Regions from separate parts of the Zea mays genome. Here all the other regions are linked to region 2. A link is a contact called in public Hi-C data. All regions are on one chromosome and are shown on one strand. The core of a region is the stretch at or near the end of the contact, and the rest is flanking DNA. Distances in the headings are between cores, read along the strand shown.

What was found. Hi-C and Micro-C count contacts between places; a contact is called where the count stands out from the background.
Region 1: a contact with region 2 is called in a Hi-C map of endosperm, with 2.0 times the contacts expected there. The contact joins the promoter of LOC100273605 here to the promoter of LOC100274629 in region 2. A contact is called at or near these places in 13 of 25 Hi-C or Micro-C datasets (bundle sheath, ear, endosperm and 5 more) and 1 of 3 datasets of contacts at active chromatin or transcription factors (leaf).
Region 3: a Hi-C map of leaf shows a contact between it and region 2, with 5 times the contacts expected there. The contact joins the promoter of LOC100381485 here to the promoter of LOC100274629 in region 2. A contact is called at or near these places in 4 of 25 Hi-C or Micro-C datasets (ear, leaf and tassel).

What each region holds. Positions count from the first base shown.
Region 1 is chr7:131,680,100-131,682,984 of Zm-B73-REFERENCE-NAM-5.0, forward strand. It overlaps LOC100273605, which reads right to left and starts at 1,636. Exons shown (of 9, transcript NM_001148021.1): 1 at 1,198-1,636; 2 at 509-680; 3 at 68-221. The coding sequence starts at 1,398.
Region 2 is chr7:131,548,077-131,550,978 of Zm-B73-REFERENCE-NAM-5.0, forward strand. It overlaps LOC100274629, which reads right to left and starts at 1,352. Exons shown (of 1, transcript NM_001148967.1): 1 at 365-1,352. The coding sequence starts at 927. The coding sequence ends at 487.
Region 3 is chr7:131,725,601-131,728,575 of Zm-B73-REFERENCE-NAM-5.0, forward strand. LOC100381485 (ARP protein (REF)) reads left to right here and starts at 1,550. Exons shown (of 18, transcript NM_001326462.1): 1 at 1,550-1,842; 2 at 2,943-2,975. The coding sequence starts at 1,788.

The sequences.
Region 1 (2,885 bases), core at 386-2,885, 130 kb after region 2:
AACAGGAAGATCATAAACGGCGAACGATTCTTGATAATAAATATGTAATATTAGGAGCAAAACCTACTCATCTGGGTTGGAGTCAAAGCGATGATCAGCTGATAAAAAGTAGATTGAGCCATCGGCAGATTCTAGTATGCAACGTGAATCACCGACAGATGCTACAGTCACAACCCACTCGTCTATTATCACAAATGTCACAGTTGTGCCAGAAGTTTCATCTGAAAAAGTGAAGAAAACGCCCCATAAATATTTGAAACATGAAAAGGCAGTTAACAAAGGAAATTTTGGACCATAAATGAAGTTCTCATATGTTCTAATCCCACAGGAAAAGAGAAACTATCAAATTAATAGTACACTTGTGCACTGCATTGGATTTAAGAAGAAAGAAAGAAAATGTGTGTGTGCCTAAGCAATATATGCCTGTTTAAGGACTACGTGATTCTATGAAACGTGACATCAGTATTGTCAAATATACTAAGCTGGACAATAACAGGGACTTACTTACCCACTGCCTGAAAATCTTTATCAGTCTTGACGAACGCTGCAACAAGCGCACGTGGGAGCACGGCAAGCCACTCCTCCCTGCAGAAACATGTAGGAATGGCACGCAAGACGTTTTTCAACAGATTCTCCCTTGCGTATATGGCAGCTCCTGATCCGTTGTGCCCATCAAAAATCTAGCAATCAACAAAGCACAATGGCAGCCGTAAGATGGCTATCAGAAAGAAAAAAAGAATCAGTCGTCAACGGTGTACCATGTTCAATTCAATCTACCGCCAAAACACAGCATGATATGAAATCTGATGTGCTTTTTTTCATAACACCACATAGTTAAGATAAGATGCTTAGGATCAAAGGTACAAGATGTTTTCTCGGTCGTCATGCTTCCACTCCCACCATGCATGCACTGGCCTATGCGCAAACGAAGAAACGCAACAGCTATTTGTCTTCTCTTCAGAAAATTGAGAGAGAGAGAGAGAGAGAGAGAGAGAGAGAGAGAGAGAGAGAGAGAGAGAGAGAGAGATGAGATAACTCTGGCAACCGGAAAAGGCGAAAAGCAAGCGCGTGGTGGCAGCCACGTAAAAGGATGAAAGTCCCGCATGTCCATGATCCCAGACACAACTCCAGTAGGCGAACGCGATGTCTACTTCCTAGAATCTGCTGGACAGAGGGCAATGTGGGTTACCGACTTACCGCGAAGACGGAGAAGGAGGTGGACGGGTCGCCGGGGATGCGCTGGCCTGCGTCGGCGCGGAGCAGCGTGAAGTCCTCGCCCTTGCGGCTGAGGTTGGCCTCGCCGCACAGCACGTCCGGCCGCTCCATCCGCTCCTTGGTGACCTCCCGCCGCAGCAGCACTCCCAAAGGCACCGTCCCCGGCGACAACGCCATCGCCATCGGTCGCGGACGGGTTCCTTCCTCTAAAAACCCTCGGCCCTCCTCAGTCAGATGTGACCAGGGAGGAGGACTCCTTCTGCTTTTTGAGACGGCTAGCGACTCGCCGCGGCGTACGCAAGCAAACCCTGAAGAATAGAATCACGCAGCGAGAAAAAAGTTCGCGGGTTGTTATGGCGGTTCGTGCGTGAGCACAACCCAAACCAGCTTGATCGGGAGGAGAGACGAGGTCAGGGTGTTTTTGTGGACTTTGGTTGGAGGGCAAAAAAAAAAGGAGAGATCGATCGGTTCCGATTTTATCGGCACGGCCACGCAATGCAGTTCAGATTCGAACGGCTCGTTTGCGTGCTCGCTTCAGCCTTCAGAACAATTCAGACTCCGTTTTCTCTCGCGCGCTCGGTGCGTCCGCCCCCTCCCCCTACACCGTCAACTCGCGCCGGGTAAATTTCCAATGGAACCCGATGCTCCTCGGATGAGCTGGGCTGGGGCTGTTGTTGGCTGCGTCTGAGAACCCGAGAAGGCCGGCTTTGTTCATGGTTGCGATGTGAGGGCGGCTGTACGGCCAGGTCGTGTTTGACGGGGTCAGTCAGGCGTACGCGGGCGTAGCAGGTGGTCTTGCGCCCGATGCGGAGCAGCACGTTCCAAACGCGACCAATTCGAACATTTGATCCCAGGTGGGTATATGCTGGTGTGCATTCAGGCGTTAAAAATGCAATAGGTCCCCCCGTCTCCGTGCTGAGAAAGTCCATGAACGGCGGCCATGCCCATTGCCGTCCAGCGCGCCAGCCGCCGGATCTGCCGCCAGCCCGCGACCCGCGTCGTGTACCGTGTACGTTGGTCGTGTTTTCTTTTTTTTAAAAAAAAATTGAGTAAGACGTCCATGATTTGGCTAACGACACGACTTCTAGTCCAATTTCGTAACGCTCGATGTTGCATGATAGGCATTTTTTTTTTTGCCAAACCAATCGTGGATGAGCTTCCGGATTGTAAGGTTGTTGACCGATTGATGATGAGCAAGAGTAAAAGCCTGATTAGGCAAAGCCTGCGGAGGTTCATTACGTTGAAGTACATGGGTTACTTTTGCCGTACATCAAACTGCAATAGGACCACAAGTTATGTGGAATCCAATCATCAAATGCTCTACTTTCTATAAGGTAGTATTCTAAAATAACCGTAGGTCTTGATTTTTAGATAAGATGAAACAACTAATAAATAACTAAACAGCACGGCTAATGGGCTAGATAGTTAGAATCCATAGTTCATTATCTTATTATCTTCTCTACCCATGATTTTTCCACTAATGGCGCCAAATCAAAAGGTACTCATATCTTTTTGTTTGTATTAGCTAGTATATTAACTAACACCTCATTGCTAACTAAATTTTCGCTGGCTAATACTTTCAACACAGCCTTAAGAAACTCCTAAAGTCTCAACATCACTCACACAGTAGTAAATATTTTCTTCTCCGCCTTCCTTGTTTGCACTAAGGT
Region 2 (2,902 bases), core at 102-2,601:
CTGCTAGCTAGCTAGTCACAAGCTGATCTTGATGCTTCAGCCTCTCGTGCTTCCCTGGCCTCCAAGATCCTGCGAGAATGTGGCATATATATACATTGTTGTCAACTCTCAACTGCATGCCGTTCCATTGATTGTGAGGAGAAAGGACATTGAATTCAAATACTTGTGTGAGAAATATGTGCAATCTGGCGCTAGCTCTTTACTGAAGAAGCTCAGCTCCCCAGTTAGCACGGAGAAATCTTGGATATTGGATGCAGCAATATTGCGAGTACATACTCTATGGCTCTATATGCCCAGAGTTGCAGTTGCAGGTAGTTTCAACTTTCAACCACACGATTGATAAAAACGCCAAGGGCCGGTAGCGGAAGTGCGGAACAATGCACTATATATATAGTTATATACCCAGATGGGCACTTGGATGGACTGAGTGATGCGAGGAAATAAGTGAACACGAAGATGTATATACACCCGAGCTTCTAGCTAGCGTTAGTGACCTACCATGTGGGCGTCGGTGGACGCGCCGGCGGCAGCTTCGGCGGCGGCGGCGGCGGCCTGCTGCTTCTTGGGCGCCTTCTTGAGCCCGAGCAGCTCCTTCCACCGGATGTTGGTCGCGCGGGGGGCGCGGCCGTGGCGCTCGTCGGCGCGCAGCTCGTCGCGCAGAGTCACGGGCCTCCCGCCGGCGGCCTGCTGCGGCGCCTCCCGGAGCGGCAGGAGGCGGCCCTTGGAGAAGAGCTGGTCGGCGGCCATCATCGGGTGGCTGCCGACGGAGAATTCGAAGTCGGCGTCCCCGCCCCCGCGCGCCGCGGCCGGGGGCGGCGGCTCCACCGCGAAGTCGCTGGAGAAGGACATCCGCGGCGCCATGAAGGACGGCGGCGCTGGCTGGTGCTGATGATGGTGCTCTGGGTTGTACATGTCAACACATGCCATGCATCGCCACACGACGCACAAGCGCGCTGGTTTCTTTTGTTCCTCTCCCTAGCTCCCACCTCTCTGAGCTCTTACGCCCGTCGTTGTTACTTATCAAGCTATGAGATCAAGACCGGAGTTAGGTGCGGCCGGCCGGCCCAGTGGCCACCTCCAAGGGTGGAATGGGGTTGTGGGAAGCAGCCTGCGGGTGCTGGAACCCTCTCGCACCGCGCGCCTGGACTCGATCTAGGAGGAAGGCCGCGCCAAGGTGGCGCCTTTCAAAAAAGAAAAAGAAGAAGACCGGAGCTAGGGTGTAGCTAGAACACTCTGGGCGTGGGTGTGACTTGTGAGCGAGCTGCTAGCGGAGATAGCTCAGCTCGTGTAGCCACTGGCCAGTGGGTGTACTTGTGACTAGTGAGGAGAGTGATGGAGCGTGGAGCAAGCTTATCTCTCGTTTGGTCCGGGGACGGGGCACGATATATAGTGGGAGAGCCTGGGAGGCCGACCGGTAGAGTACGAGGGAAGCGAGCAAGCGTGGGCGGGGATGGCCGGATGGGCAACCGCGGGCGAAGCCGCGAATGCATGATCATGGACGGACGGGCCTCGCCGGATGTAGCAGTTTGGATGGACGCGCGTGAAGGCACGAGAGGGGTAGCATCTAGATCTGCCGTGTAGGGTGCTGGCTAGGCATGGCGCTGCGAGTTTTTTTTTATCTGTTGTTGGGGCGCCTTGGATAGTTGGATGTTCAGGCAGGGAACTGGATGATGATGAGCTAGGGATGCATGAGCTCTTGCCTCTCCGTAGAAATGCTTCTTTGGAGAAGTGTTAACTCTATAGGATCTCAGCCCCACAATTTTAATCACTAAAATGAACAGAATGAATGAAACTTAAGTACATATTTGTAGAGTTGGAAGGAGATCACCATAGGTAAGGTAAGACTTGGTGAGATCGGTGTCGAAGACAAGTTGGCGGCCACAACGGCCTTCTCCTTACTAGCTGCGTAGAGATAGATTGGGTTATGTTAGGTTGGTGCGGGAGAGGAGACACGGCAAACGTTGCTTCGTGCCTCTATTCCCTATTTATTTTACACGTCGTGAAGGGAGGCTGCAACCAACATGGTTGTCGCAATCCTGATCAGATAGATCCAGCTAAGGGCTTGTTCGGTTAGCTCTCAATCCATGTGGATTGAGCGGGATTGGATGGGTTTGAATCCCAAACAAGTCAAACTTCTTCACAATTTTTTCCAATCCCATCCAATCCATGTGTATTGGGAATAACCGAACAAGCCCTAACAATATTTCCCTCCCCCTCACCTCATGCTTACTATCTTATATTTAGAATTTAATTCTGAATTGCTTAATCTTTTAACTTACAATCCCTACTCATTAATTGATTAGGACACCGAGCCGGTCACATGCCACTCAACTCAATGACTATAGTACATATTTTCATCACAAAGCAGAGAACTTCTAATTTTAGACCAAATTTGTGTTTGGAGTTGTGTTTTTATAAGATCACCTATTCACCCTCCTCTAGATGTTCTCAATTGGTATCAGAGCTGGTCTCTTCATTTTGCGTCCAACAGTCCAAAGGGAATGGAAAGGTGGCGACGAGAAGGAGAAGATCCTCATCGACGACGAGCTTAAAGGCGAGAAGTCCGTCGACTCGGGATCCGGCCTTTTAGGGGTAGAAAAGTACTGTCCACTCACATATGTAGGTGGTAGGGAGAAGTTTTGCTGTTGTGGCAGTTGAAAGGATTGCAAGTAATAGTCTGCATCTTGTTCAGTGTACACATTGTCGAACTCTCCAGTGGGTTAGGCTCGGACGGACGGTCCAAGGTTAGGCGATGAGTCGGATGGTCCAAGGTTAGGCTCGGACGGTCCAGCCACGCGTAGAGATGTGGGTTTATCCTAAATTGGTGGTGGAGGTTGTGGTTTCCTAGTGTATGAGTTCATCATCATACCATAAGATGGCTGAGTTTGTGAATGCCCATTTG
Region 3 (2,975 bases), core at 300-2,799, 180 kb after region 2:
TGAGAGGATTAGTGGGAGGATGAGAGGATTAGTGAGAGATTAACATGTATTTGTCTTGTACAAGTGAGATTAGCTTGTAGAGCTCACCGTATGACACTGGAGGCTTACGTATACGTATGAGCATGAAGAAAGTTATGAAGAAAATATTTATAGGGACTTGAAAAATGATTCTGAAGGTATTTCTCAAGAGGAAAATACTTGGAGATATATCGGTGGAATATTTGGACAATATTTCTGGAAAGAACTTGAGGTGGATTACTGGGGAAATATCTGGGCAGTATTTCTGGAAAGAATTTGAGGAGGGTCACTGAGGAAATATTTGTAGGATATTTTGAGGAGGATTTTGGAGAAAATATAGACCACTATAATTTATTTGTTGATATCAACTTGCAAACAAACATTTTGAAACGAAATTTGAAATTCATTTTGAATTTAGGGCGAGTTTGAGAAAATTCCAAGATTTGAATTTTTGGGATGCTACAGGAGACCACATTCAACCACCGGCACCAGTATGACCGTTGTCCACCCGTGAACAGCACAAAAGTGCACATTTTGCACTTGGACACGTCGTTCAGGGTTCGCGTCCACCGGGGAATCGCAACATCTTGCCCATCGATAACATGGAGAACTTCACGCATACGACGGATGCGAAGGGAAACGGTTTATTCCATACCTCTCGTGTCGATTTGGAGGTTGCTGCCTCCGTTCTTGTAAAAAACAACGATTGTTCTTCTCCTTCTCCCTCTATTTTCGCGAGCAAGTGCTGATAACGTGTTGCAATCAGTGGTAACGAGTTTGAGAGAATGACAGATGCGTTCTTTATTGCAGAGAAGATCTTGTTTATATACAAGCGAATCAGGGCATTCCCAATGAGTGTGTTCCTTGGGGAGAAACTATCGCATCTCTTGGAGAGGATTGATCATAAATATTGTAACATAAACCACAACTAAGCTACACTTAATTGACACGCATACACATATTGGTCAACAGTCATACGTGCTCCACCTGCATCTTCCTTTCCTTCGTCTATCTATGCATGTTTTTTTTGCGCAATCCCACGAGCACTCCTGAATGAGAAAATTATTAGGCGGACAAATATCTAAATTTGTCATAATTCATAGTTCACTGTCGACATACACATTTGTTGTTTAAAAAACTAATCCAACCGAGCTATACACTCAATTTTCACACATGCACGTATATTAATCAACAGTTGTACGTGCTCCATCTCTAATGTTCCCTTCTCGGAGTCGGAGCTGCATGTCCATGTACTCCCTATCCTTCTCTTGGACTTCCATAAGTCTTTGCATCCTGCTCTTGTCCTTTCGCTGTTCCCGTGTTGTAAATCGTGGAATCTATCGTTCAGGGTCGTGATAAGAAACCACGCATAAGCCGATGAGCACGAACCATCTGCCCAACTGCAAACTATTGCCCCAGGTAGTGATTAGTGAAGCCGTTGGAGCACGGTTTTCATGTGCTCGGTGACGGACCTGACGGTACCCACCCCCACCCCGTCACATGCCTGGGCTTTCCAGACTCCAGAGGGCCACGCGAAATGAAACGGAACTGGGACAGCAAAGGAAGATACGGCGCGATATTTTAGATTACAGGAGAGTAGGAGACCGGCGCCGAAAGCTCCGTGGCCTCGTCTCCTTCCCCACTTCGGCCTCGGCAGTTCCGCGTGCCGGCCGGAGCCTCGTCTCGCTTCGCATCTCGCACTTCGCGCCTTCGCCGCTGCGATTCCTCAGCAGCTCCTCGGCCGCTCCACCCACCCCTGCGCCGGCGAGATGGAGCTCAAGCCCGGCATGTCGGCGCTCGTCACCGGCGGCGCCTCTGGCATCGGTAAGAGGCGCCCCTCTTCCCCAGGCTCCCAGCGACTCGCGAAACGATGTTCAGTCCCGAGTCCCGATGCCCCGTGCCGCTTTACTTCAACCTGTACAAAGGGATCCATTCGTACGAACTAGGAGAGGCTAGCGCGCGTTTATTCGCGGACTGAATTGCTTTTCTCGCCTCTGTCGATCTGAGCTGAATGCGGTGACTGGGGAGGTGATGCGCTAATTATGCGGTGTAGCAGTCGAATGGAGGAGGCGGACGTTTTTTTTTGGAAACCTTTGGATTCAGATCACGGTCGTCAGTGTAGTTGTATTGTTGTGCAGGGCACGTAGCTGCAGTGCTGCACGGCTTATGTTACAATAATAATAAGTTACCTTTACCTAATATAGTGAATTAGTGATACGTCTGTCTGGGAAATGATGCAATTATAGCTCTATCCTATGAAAATATATTTCAAAGCTATGGAAGTTTTACTGATTGGAATTCTAACGACATCTAGTTCGGATTGCACGGAGTATCAATTATACTGTATCAAAAGCTGCCAACTATTGGAATTGGTCACAATTATAATAGTATAAATCTAGTGAGAGAATCTTTTTTTGAGATTTGTGTTCTTTAAACTGCAGGTTTGCTGGAAATAAAGTAGCCGAATAGAGTTCTGTTTTGGGTACTACACATCATATAACGTGCAGCCATGCAACAATATGTGCCCACAGCAAAACCAAAGACTCAAAACTTTCTGAAAACTAGCATGTAATTGATAGCAAGGTTCTTTGTTTGGCAGATCTGATACCGCAAGGTTGCAACTGCACGTATAGGATGGTTTAAACGAAACTGAAAGTTGACGTGTACCAGTAACACTGGATTAAAGTAGCCTCTGTATGTTCTAGCTGACCATAGAACCAGATTGCTTATACCCAGTTGATGATAGCGAATAGGTTTGGTATTACACTGATTATTGATTGATATCTAGATCTTAGACCTTTAGTTTAATGTGAGGAAATTTTTCACGGTAGATTCTGCTCCGTCTTATGGGTTTAGTCTCTCCCTTCAGTCACCAGTCCGGGTAGGTACCTTTTAATGTATTAACTTAAGAGCTCTCTTTTCAGGGAAAGCACTTTGTATTGCTTTTGCAAGGAGGG